Linked DNA regions of Sus scrofa: region 2 is linked to region 1. A link is a contact called in public Hi-C data. All regions are on one chromosome and are shown on one strand. Each heading gives the region's core, a stretch centred on a gene start, on an enhancer-like site or on the middle of the called end of the contact. The rest is flanking DNA. Distances are from core to core; before and after follow the strand shown. Region 1 overlaps LOC106508433 (a long non-coding RNA gene). Region 2 overlaps CAST (calpastatin).

Region 1 (5,825 bases), core at 1,881-4,380:
ACAACCAGGCAGAAGTTCTCCCAGGAACAGGATGTTCTGCTGCATTTCCAGTTACCCTGGCCTCAGGGCAGGGCATCCCCTGCTCATAAGGCACCCTCCTGCCAGGATCACCTCTAGGATGAGAATAGGGTCTCCCTTGGGAAGGGCAGCAAGCCCATCCACCAAAATCATCTTTCTACATATTGAAAATTCAGTCTCTTTAGACTGAATCTCAGAGCAGTTTTCTTTGTGAGAGAAGCCATACGAACAGCTTTGCCTCCTTCAGACTCAGGGTTCAACACATTTCATTATCTAAATACATTGTTAGGGCTCATGAGTTACCTCTACTGTGACCACAGCCCAGTGAATTTAAAGCTCTCTTTTATAGAGTGAACCAGGACTAAGGAGGAAGAAGAAAGGGAAGAGGAGAATAATTAGTAAAGCAAAGCCTGATGAGGGTAGAGACAATAGCATAGGGTGATTAAGTCGCAAATCAGAGCAAAGATCCTCACATAAACAATATTTGAAACTGAACTTCAAAATGCATTTAAAATATGAGAGCAGGATAAAACTCCATCCTGGTTTTTATATTTTTGTTTGTTTTAGGGTTTTCCACCTAACATATGGAAGGTCATGCTGAGAGTTTCTTAGTGATTATGGTCTAGTTGGGCCACAACTTTCAGGAAGAAAAATATGGACACTGTTGGAGTTCCCGTCATGGCTCAGTGGAGACAAATCTTACTGGCATCCATGAGGGTGCAGGTTTGATTCCTGGCCTCACTCAGTGGGTTAAGGATCTGGTTTTGCCATGAGCTGTGGTGTAGGTCGCAGGTGTGGCTTGGATCTGGCATCGCTGTAGCTGTGGTGTAGGCCAGCAGCTACAGCTCTGATTTGACCCCTAGCCTGGGAACTTCCATATGTCATAAGTGTGGCCCTAAAAAGCAAAAAAAAAAAAAAAGATAACAAAAAATATATGGACACTATTAGTAAAGTCTATTTACTCTCTTCATTTCTCATTTCAAGACTTACCTTCCTAGTTATGCCTCCAACAAGAATTCTAAGTAGACTGAGACACCCAAAAGATTTTTTATAGGGTTCCTTAACTATGGAATCTTGAGAGAATTTTAAGTAATAATGTCTTGTATCTGTTCACAAGGTTTGGGATACTCTTTTAGCGACCTCTCTCTGATAATGGCCACAGGAGTTTGGAAAGTTACAGACAGTCTTGAAGAGAGGTGAAGCCATGGCTTGATATGAGAAATCATGTCCAAAGCCATCTAGATATGTAACTGAGAAAAGGAGTCCATCCACTGGGGCTGCTGGTCTCCTAAGACAGCAGGCCAGATTTGACCTTGGCATCATCTTTCATCTAAAGAGGCAGATGCCAAAGGAAGCATTAATGTCACCCAGCCTGGGAGGCACATGGCAAGCATAGTATACAGATGTGGCTCCCTGCAGTACAGGAGATTCACCCGGTGTCCCCAGCCTCCTCCAAGCATAAATGGACTCACAGGTATGCAGACCTCTTATCTCCCTGCTGCTTTGTTCTGGGCTTTGTGGCTTCTTCTTCCCAATCCGACTATGAACATAAATGGTGTCTGAATCATTTTTCCCTTTCTCTAGCATTCAGAGAAATTCTCAGGAGTCAATTGCCATTATAAGATAATAAATTAATTATACCTATCATCAATCATTATTACGCAGACATATAGAGATCACCATAGTTGGGCACATCATGAAATGAAAGACTTCCTTTTTTTTCCCTTGGTTGAAAATAGGGGAGAGGAAGTCAGGCTAAAGGAGGTTTACACCAGAGCTTATTGGGAAATTAAAGTGTGTCTGTGTGTTCTGCTTTCATATTATAATAGACTCTTATAAACTTCATTGTAAGTTTTACATTTGTTTTATCTCAGTTTCATTTCCAGGTTTTCATGGGATCAGGGTTCAACTAATCCATTTAAATAGAAACCCCAAATACTTTCCAAATTTTTTTCAAATACTATTATTTTTTCTTTTTAGGGCCACACCTGTGACCTATGGAAGTTCCTAGGCTAGGGGCTGAATCAGAGCTGCAGCTGCCAGCCTACACCAAGCCACATCTGCAACCTGGATCACCACAGCCGACGGCAACGCTGGATCCTTGACCCACTGAGTGAGGCCAGAGATGGAATCCACATCCTCGTGGATACTACTCAGATTCATTTCCCCTGCTCCACAATGGGAACTTTTCACATATTTTTATTTAACTTTCTAAAGATCAAATGTAAACACATAACCTCTGCAAAACAACTCTTAACCCCAGCCTGGTATTTTGTGTATACTTAGAGTATAATAAATATTTACTGATACTCCTGTTACCAGTTTTATTGCCAAAGCATTCTTTCACATGATTCTCAGTTTTCTGGATGGAGTATCACACCCCTTGATTAACAGAGGAGAGATCTAAGTTCACAGACATTCGTAAGAGAATCCGGACTAGAACTTGAATCTTCTAACTCCAAATCGAGTGCACTTTGAGGTACATCCTGCGCTTTCTCCCCAAACACTAATATGGAAGTAAATTTAAAAAATTGTGCCTCAGAGATCTGGTAAAGCATATTTTGGACAAATAGCAGAAAGAATAAAGGTCTTACTATGACAGTTTTTTCACAGGAGAAACTGCAGAACGCTGTGACATGGATAGGATATGTTCCTTTCCTGAACGCCACCTCTAGAGGGCAGCACACTCTTCATAACAAATAGATTCTCCTTGGCTTGGAAGAACAACCTGGAGTGAAAACCTAAAATATTTGATGTGCTTATAAATACTTTAAATCAGGCAGGATGCACAAACATCTCAGGTCCAGTACCCTCTTTGTGTGGGGGAGAAAGGGGCAGAAATGGGGGTGGAGCTATGAGCCTTTTCTTTCTTCCCTCTGCAAGAACAGAGGCTCTAATATTGAATATCGAATGAACTTGAAATGGCCCTTTGAATACCAACTTGACACTCCGAAGTAAAATATTTAATCTTAAAAGCAGAAACAAAGAACAGAGGGAGAACACGGTGTGTACAGGGAACTACTGCTGGTTGAGTATTGCTGGAATCCAAGTAGTAGGAGCCAAGGCCTGAGAATTAGGCAAGAGATGGCCACAGAGGGCCATGCGTGCCAGGAAAGGAAGTTGAACTTGCTGGTGTAGATTCCAGGAACCATGGAATGGCGTGGCTGAGAGGAACAGGGTCAGAATTGTGTTTAATAGGGACCATTTAGGTAGCTCTGGAAAGAGCAGAACTGAGAACAAGTCTAGAAACCAGGAGGCCAGTTAGGAGGCTGTATCTTTCCTGGAAGAGGAGGTGTGTCTGAGAACGGTAGCAATGATAGGACTGGGGCGGAGAGGGCAGATTCGAGAAACACATAGGAGGGGAAACCATCCACGTGCAGCATCAGCTGGATGAAGAGACAGAGAGAAAGGTCAGGGCTGATATTTTATAACCCTGTTCACTGGGTAGAGAGATGGTGACACAAAGAGAGTGAATTTGGAGGAAAGTTCTGCTTAGTTTTTGAGGAATCAAATCTGAAATATCTGATAAGCGCCCACTTGAAGATACCTGGCAGGTAATGGAATTGGTGAGTCTAAACCTTAGGGAAGAAATCTGAGTAGCAGGTTGAATTAGAGGGTCATTAGCATACAGGTGGTAGTTGAACTCCTGAGAGTAGATAAATGCACCCAAGAAGAGTCTCCATAATGAGAAGTAGTGTGCTGTAAACACAGACACCTGGGGCACACAAGGATGTAAGTGACGGGTGGAGAGAGAAAAACTTGCCTTTAAGAAGGAACAGAAGCGAATGAGAAAACTGGAAAATATACTATTACTTTGGAGGGCAGTAGTACATATAATCAACATTGCCAAATGCCCCCAAATGTATAGCAAGACAAAGATTGGAAAATGTCCATTGGATTTTGTAATTAGAAGGATACTCGTGGCCTCAACAAGAGCACAAGCCAGACTGCAGGGGTGCAGAGTGAATGAATGGCACACCCAGTGGTCACAGTGAGCACAGATTACTTTTTTAAAAAGTTTAGATAAGAGGAAAGAAGACATGGGACATTTTCTGGGGCATGTGAAGCCAAAGATAGATTTCCTTTTTATTTTTTTTTTTTATTTTTATCTTTAGGGCGGCACCTGTGGCATATGGAACTTCCCAGCCTGGGGTGGGGGGGGGTCCGAATCAGAGCTACAGCTGCAACCTATGCCACGGCTTGCAGCAATGCCAGATCCTGAACCCACAGAGTGAGGCCAGAGATTGAACCTGCATCCTCATGGATACCAGTCGAATTCTTAACCCGCTGAGCCACAACAAGAACTCTGATTTCTTTTTTAATGAATGGGAGGGAAACTAATAAGCTTATACTTTGAAGGGAACACACACCTGCAAGAGGAAAGCATGATGTTTCAAGAAGGAGAATAGCTTTGGCGCCTGGTCTTGGCAAGTCTAACTGGGTGGGCCCAGAACAAAAGAGGGCACCATGTCTTATGAAACTGAGGCAAGATCATGAGGGGGGGGTGTGCAACTCAGTTTCTGGATGTGGAGGAGCCAAGAGATGCGGGAAGGTCATGCTTAATTGTTTTGTAGCAGGAAAATCCATTATAAAGATATCACTTATTGCTCTTATTATTGTAGCAGTTTCCAACGAATGAACAAGTCGGCCTTTGTGTTGTGTTTCCTGGTCTTGCCTTGAATCACTTGAAATGACTTTTGTACTCCTGGGGCTGAAAGCAAGCTTCTAGGATACTAGGATGGTGACTCCTTCCCAGCCTTTTCCTTTAAGTGTTTAACTGAGATTCTCCACATGGTCGTTAAACTCCCTACTGTGTAACCGGGTCCATAGCTGAGATAAGAGTAGGCAGAACTGGTACTGAAGCTGAAGAAGGTAAGTGTGAGGCCCTGGAGGTGATCTTCCTGGAATGGAGAAAGGAGCCAGTGGGAGCAGGATGTACAAGTGCCTCAAAGCAAGGAAGTTCCTTGAATCAGTCCTGTGAAGATGGCAGGCTCTCTGAAGAGGTGGCTTATGGTCGTGAGGGGTCCTGAGCTCCCAAGACATGACAACCTGGCCACCTTGCCTGAGTCAGGCCAGGGGTGGAGTAGGGGAAATAGAGCTTCCAGCCTACAATGGACCATTTGGGCCCAGATAATAAACAAAAACTGTGACCACGATAGTGCTTAGAGAAGGCAGATCTCTTCCCAAATTTCCTGGGCTAAGCAATCCTCCCTGGATTCATGACAGCCCCTAGAGGGAAGGAGCTCCAACAATGACTGCTACTGAGCATCGCAGCTCTTGAGAGAGAATTTTGAACTTAAATTTCTTAAAAAGTGCCATATGGTATTTCTTGCACCTCAGCATCATCTGAGAAACTTCATCCCCAGTTCACCACTATCTTCTTGACAAAGCAGAGAGAAAATTTGCTAAAAGTGAGGAGAATATGGAATGGATGTTGAGTTGAGGGTTTGAGACACATAAAATCAGTTTTTTTTTTTTTTTCTTTATCTGCGTCCTACATACACCACAATTCACGGCAACACCAGATCCTTAACCGACTGAGCGAGGCCAGAGGTCAAACGTGTGTCCTCGTGGATATTAGTCAGGTTCGTTACTGCTGAGCCACAACGGGAACTCCCATAATACCATTTTTAAGTATAGAGTCTTTAGAAACATGGAATCAAAGAATGTTGATATTGGAAGAGAGCTGCTGAACTTTCAGGTCTAGGCTCTCCTGTGTCTCTTCCATACATATATTTTGCAGATGAGAATAAGTAAAACTCAGAGAGGCTAAGGGTGGTATTTAAGAACACACAGCATCACAGTGC
Region 2 (6,243 bases), core at 1,885-4,384, 360 kb before region 1:
GCGTAACCTTTTTCATGCTCAGATGTAGTTTTAAATGGCCAGGATAATAAAACCATTTTAGTAAGAAATCAAGAAATTATATTCTTATCTAGATGCAGAGAAAATGTACTTAGATAAATAGTCTTACAATTAAAAAACAAAAACCCAAGTCTAGAACCAAAAAATATCTGGCTGACTACTCTTTTCCAGATTTTCAAAAACGATGTAAGAATGTACAGATGGGGAGTTCCTGTTGTGGCGCAACAGAAATGAAGCCAACTAGGAACCAGGAGGTTGTGATTCAATCGCTGGCCTCGCTCAGTGGATTAAGGATCTGGTGTTGCCGTGAGCTGTGGTGTAGGTCGCAGATGTGGCTCGGATCTGGCATTGCTGTGGCCGTGGTGTAGGCCGGAGGCAACAATTCCGATTAGATCCCTAGCCTGGGAACCTCCATATGCCACAGGTGCGGGCCTAAAAAGACAAAAACAAAAAATTAAAAAATGAAAATAAAAAGTGTATAGATGATGTGTGAGATCAATAGTGAAAAAAAGCTGTTTCCAAAGACCCTCATAAATTAGGAAGAACATGTTTCTTTTCACAGCCTAAGTTTCCCAAGGCACATAACTCATCTGTCAACAATCAGCCTTCATTTGCTTTGCTTTACAATACAATTAACTTAAAGGCATTCACCAAAGTTGACCCTTGAGGACTCTTCATACCTTGGTTTCTGTGGGATTCATACTGGAAGACTTGCTCGTTGAAGCAGAGGAAGGCGATACCTAGAAAGAAAAGAAATAGGAAGGTTGATTTTAGTTAACCTACTACCTATGGTGTCCTTCAGTTTCTTTTAACCATACTTGCTCTTAACTCTTTTCCTTAGTTATACCACTTCCATAAAAGTTCCATAGGTGATGCTGCCCAACTGATAAATGACCCTGTCACCAGATCGAAAGGGTTTAGATTTGGGGTGTGCTCTTGAGTAAAGAATCTTGAGCAAGTTCCTTACATTTCCTGATCTTCAGTTTCCCCTTTCTCAATTTTTTTCAGTAGGTAACAACTAAGTTTGTTACTGCCTGGTAATTAAGTGCTCAGTAAATATAATTACCGTTTGTATTATTTTCAGACAGTACAAATTTACAGAATGTTGTTCAAAAGGACATCTCTGCCCATTACTAGCTCTGTGACTTTGAGTCTGAGTTTTCCAAGTATACAGAATGGGGCCTCCATGTCTATTTTGCAGGGTCATGTAAGATAATGTGGGTAAAATGCCTGGCACATTGTGGGTGCTCATTAAATGACAGGTGCATTATTCCTAAGGTAGCGTACAAGATACAAGAGTAGGCATAGCTCTGGGGAATAGACTCGGTGGATGAGAACTATCATGTGAGAAGAGAAGGTGGGAGATGGAGCTGCAGAGGGGGTACTGCTTTAGCAAGGGGATAAGCTAGGCTCTTCCCTGGAGGGCAAACGGTGATGAATGGTAACTGAAGTATTCAAGAAACACCCTTCCTAGGGCTGTGGAGTCAGCCCTTAGAATAGAATCTGCCCAGCAGGGAGTGTGCATGTGGACCCTTGCATGGCAATGAGGACCATGTACTCAAGTATGTAACTTGCATCACTCTGGTTATTATTAAATTCACAATTACTATCCTCGTGAATTCCAACTCAGGCTCATTTAAACCTCCTTAACATTGGAGTTGTTAGGGTTGAGAGCCCAGGGATTCCACCTGGCACGAGGTACCTTCTTAAGTCAGTAAACAGCTGCTTCCTGCCAACATCACCTGGAGCCCTGTGCCTGATGCCTGGCCCTGAGCCACCTCGGAGGCTGAGTCGCTGGGCGGGTGGAGGAGCCCATCCTTGCTAGTCCCCCAGTTACCCCTCCCCCCGACACTATACTCAGGTCGCTGTGTATATGAACCCACTATAACCCAAGGCGCATGAACAAAATCACTTTCCCCACTGACCTCAATTAATGGAGAACATTATGATGCTTATGCATAAACGCCACAATTCATAGATAAACCTTAAAGCTTTAGTACACTGATATTTCAAACATAATCATGTGAACTTAACTATTCCTGAGCACCTATTGGCAGCAATTGGGCCCCTGCACCCCAAAACGCACATACATACACACATACCCCACTAGTCACTGTGGCAGGCATGGAATGGTCTCTCCCATGCTCTTCAGTGTAAAGAACTGGAAGATGTACCAGAGTAACCCCCATCAAGTTAATAAACAAATATGTGAATGTTCATTTTCCTCGAGACTTTTTTTCATTTGTGGAGATTAACATATCCTATGTATGTAATTCTGTCTTGCACACTTAGAATGGTTGTACAAATTTCCATTCAAACTCAAGAAGTTCCATTTTGCTACATCCCCCTGCTTCAATGATTTCACTCGGCCATCTAAAACCACCCAAGACCAAACACTCCACACGAAACTGCTTTTAAGCTGCAATCTTCAGGTTTACATTCATTTTCTAAACGTCCCAATTTATTAAATATTCATTAATCACATAGCCTTGGGTTTTCCGATCTGCCTTACTCCTTTATTAAGCAATAGCTGGAAGTGATCCTTAAATCCTAGAAAGGAGGCTTTCAAAGGCTGACCAAGAACAGTAAAATCTCCATGGAACACCTATAAATAAACACAGAGCAGGTTATAATGGGAACCTAGCTGAAGGCCTTGGCCCACCTGTTCTCGGCAGAGATTCCTCCAAGAAAGTTTTATCTCATCACTAAGGCACTTACCATTCTGAAACTAAAAGAGAAAAACCACTTGATGAGGGCTGAAAATGAGCAAAATTGAACTGCCTCATTAAGGGCAGGTTCAACTCTGGCTAACTGTAATGTGTTTAATTTTTATTCTATTTGTAAAGACAAGGAACTTTCACTATTTTTTATCTCTAGTGAGGGATTATATGCACTTTCAATGTAAATCTTCTATGTTGTTTGAATTCCTCATCATGGGTGTGAATAATTAATAATTTAAAAATTGTGAAGGTTAGTCTATACATGCATGAAGAACCTTAGAGAAAAATCTTGAATATGTGGGTTTTAAACAGAGGAGGAAAACAGTATTGCATAAAGATTAAGTGACCTGTCGAAGTTTACCACAGTTCATTGGCTCCACAAATAATTATCTAGAACACAGCATGTGTTAAGTCCTGTGTGAGCTGATGGAAACACAGTGGACAAACCTATAAACACATCCCTGCCCTTGTGAAAGTTACAGGCTGGTCAGGGATGACATTAATAGAACCACCACTTCAGAAGCTATTTGTGGCAAGTGCTATAGAAGAAAAGCAGAGGGTCCCAGGAGAACACAGACTAGGCAACGGAGCTAGTTCAGGGGAGAGTTGGGACAAGTGATACGGAGGAAGTGACAGTTAATGTGGAGATGGAAGGATACGGGACATCACCCAGGCAAAAGGCCAAGAGGATCCTTTGAGCTGTCAGTGCCAGGGCAGGGCCTAGGCCACCTGATATCTAAACCAGTGACTCTCTGCTGTAGGATCCACCACTCACGGTCCCAACATTAAGGGAGAGTCGTTTTTAAAGTGCCATTGGCGCTCAAATACCAAACCTTCTATGTGATTAGAACTGTATATCAGACTAACGTGCGTCCATAATCCTCTCCCTACTAAATGACCCATGCAAATCCCTTAACAGCCAGCCTCACTAATCGTTTATAAACTTGAATGAAGGCATAAATCAGAGTAACAAAGAACAGAGAAAAAGTCCTTTAATATAATCATTTTCCACCCACTCACCCACTATTGCTCTTTAAAAAGTAATGAAGGCGTTCCCCTCAAGGCTCAGCAGTTAATGAACCTGACTAGTATCTATGAGGATGCAGGTTTGATCCCTGGCCTCGCTCAGTGGGTTAAGGATCTGGCGTTGCCATGAGCAGTGGTGTGGATTGCAAACTCGGCTCACATCTGCTGTGACTGTGGTATAGGCTGACAGCTATAGCTCCGATTTGACACCTAGCCTGGGAACTTCCATATGCCGCAGGTGCCGCCCTAAAAAGCCAAGAGAAAAAAAGAAAATAATCCTGGGGCTGAGGGTACATAACGCCTAAATCACCATCATAGTCTTGAAGGAGTTCACAGCCCAGTGAGATAAACAAATAAAGCATGTTTAGTTTCAAGTAAGTGCTCTAACAGGGATGAAGAAAATCTTATGCAACAGAACAAATGTTTTGGTTTTATGTAAGTTGCAGGCCCACCTCAAATAATAAAACTGTGTTGGCAAGTCCCCTTAAGACAAACCAATATTGATAAAATAATCACAGCCTAGAAAAGAATTAATATTTAATCCTATTACCCAATAGGGCATCTTATGCTCTGGCATTATTCACAAAATCTCTTTAATTTGTTTACATGCTACAGTAAGAATTTTGGAAGCTGTAGGAAATGATCAGAGATATGAGGGTTTTAAGACCCTTGAAAAATGGAAACTGCTTTCCCTTTTCACATATATTTTGTAAATGTCTCCCAGACTACACCTTTCTAGCTCTCTCACGCATCCTGGCCACACTCATCTTCCCATGTGTCACTCCTGCACACAATTCTCTCTCAAGTAGAACCAACGATGATGATACTTGCTGCCCACCTTATCACACAGAAAACTCTTTTCTGGCTTTTAAAGATCCCTAGCCTCCAATCCCACCCCATCTCCCAATGTAGAACATTTGCTCTAGGCAGCTAGCCCATCCCACCCCACTCATCTTTCCCTTTATGTTTCCCCCGGACCCCATAAGTGCCACTGGCTGGGAGGCTTCTCTTCCCCAAATATCCAAATCCTATAGACCCTTCCTTTCAGGTGCATCTCACTAGCGCCCAGCCCTGGCACTGTAACATGTAACTCCAAAATCAGTCATCAGTGGGCATCCACCTTCACCAATCCCCGCTCGCTCACTCAGAGTGCCATATACAAGACAGGTAATGCCATTAATTAATCCACCACATGGGGTCCCTTTAAAAGAACTGTCTGTTGGATACACTAATCTGCTGACCTCTATTCTTAGGACAGGTCTCTATCCAAGGCTTTCCTTTGATTCTGCAGGGCACCTAGTGAGGCTGCAGGAGAAGAGAAGCAAGACTAGGACCAATCCCAGACATCATGCGATGCTGGATGTGAGAGGAGAGGGTTGTGAGCTCACCCACAGGTCCAGGCTGGGAGAGCAAGGGCTCCCTCAGAAGATGCCGGGGTCCCAGAAGGCTTACTTGTCCTTCTGCCGCCATTAAACCTGGCTGATGAAAAAGTCATGCCCATGGCTCTGTCCTCCTCTACCACTACGTTATAGAGTCTTTTCACTTGCCTGGGCTCCCAGAAGACTATCAGCTTCTCTTTAGGCACTGCCAGCTGGTTCTGGGGAACCCCCATCTCTCTCCTCCAGTCACCCAGCCTCACCTTGATCTTCTCCGGCCCCCAGCTTGGTTCATAAAGTGCACCCACAGTGTGCCAGTAAATGAGTCAGCAGCTGCACCTCCCCCTAGACCCTGCTTCCTCTCTCCCCACCCGTTGGCATTCCCACAGCCTCCTACCCTCAGCACCAGTCACCTTCACACACACCCTCTGCCGTCGTTTGGGGAGGGTTACTAAGGACACCAGCACACGTCATGTGCTGCCCTTTTCCACCTGGTAATTCATCTGCAGTTTCATTTAGAATCACAGACCATCCTCTGCCCCAGGGCTGTGGTGACACGGGGTTCCAGGTTCAATCCCCAGCCTCTGACCTGTTTCCTTCTGGAAGCTTCTTCCACTTGCTCCATTCTTCTCAGTGATCTTTAACATTCAGACACAAACCCTCTGCCTCCTCTCTTACATGGCTGCATCCTCGGAGAGTTGATTTCTCCCCATGTCTTCATCATTTACTAAGTGAACAAGTCTCTGTACCTTATCAGCAGGGCTACTTTATTACCAGCCGACATTATTTCCCCTTAAAGGGAGGAAGCTGAGAAAAATCAGCTGTGGGCTCAAATGCCTACTGCAGCACTTATTCATCCACATTAACTATCTTCCTGAAGTTTCGTCCTCATCTGTAAAATGGGAGTAATACCACCTGCCTCTGGAGCTGCTGTGAGGGCCAAATGATCTAATGCAGGGAACTCACCTGTCCCTAAACTACCTGGAATCAAGGGCAGCACTGCACCCGGTCCCCATCACCATTTCATCCTTTTAATTTCTTTTTCCACCCACACTCCTGGTCCAATCAGGTATCTCCCAAACCTGGATTATATCAAGGCCTTT

The links. A called contact is a pair of places that touch in the nucleus more often than the background predicts.
Region 2: a Hi-C map of liver shows a contact between it and region 1, with 3 times the contacts expected there. The contact joins two enhancer-like sites. A contact is called at or near these places in 13 of 47 Hi-C or Micro-C datasets (embryonic fibroblasts, fetal heart ventricle, fetal skeletal muscle and 5 more) and 1 of 2 datasets of contacts at active chromatin or transcription factors (alveolar macrophages).

Annotation. Positions count from the first base shown.
Region 1 is chr2:102,959,481-102,965,305 of Sscrofa11.1, reverse strand. The region is part of intron 6 of LOC106508433 (a long non-coding RNA gene); the gene reads right to left. Among named protein-coding and RNA genes, the nearest start is that of PCSK1, 88 kb to the left of the region's middle. Within about 2 kb of position 3,130, at least 15 of the 83 cell types and tissues checked have an H3K27ac peak or open chromatin away from gene starts, as enhancers often do. A contact at or near this core is called in liver, where this site is marked.
Region 2 is chr2:103,316,117-103,322,359 of Sscrofa11.1, reverse strand. It overlaps CAST (calpastatin), which reads right to left. Exons shown (of 31, transcript NM_214067.1): 4 at 699-758. Among named protein-coding and RNA genes, the nearest start is that of CAST, 63 kb to the right of the region's middle. Within about 2 kb of position 3,134, at least 5 of the 83 cell types and tissues checked have an H3K27ac peak or open chromatin away from gene starts, as enhancers often do. A contact at or near this core is called in liver, where this site is marked.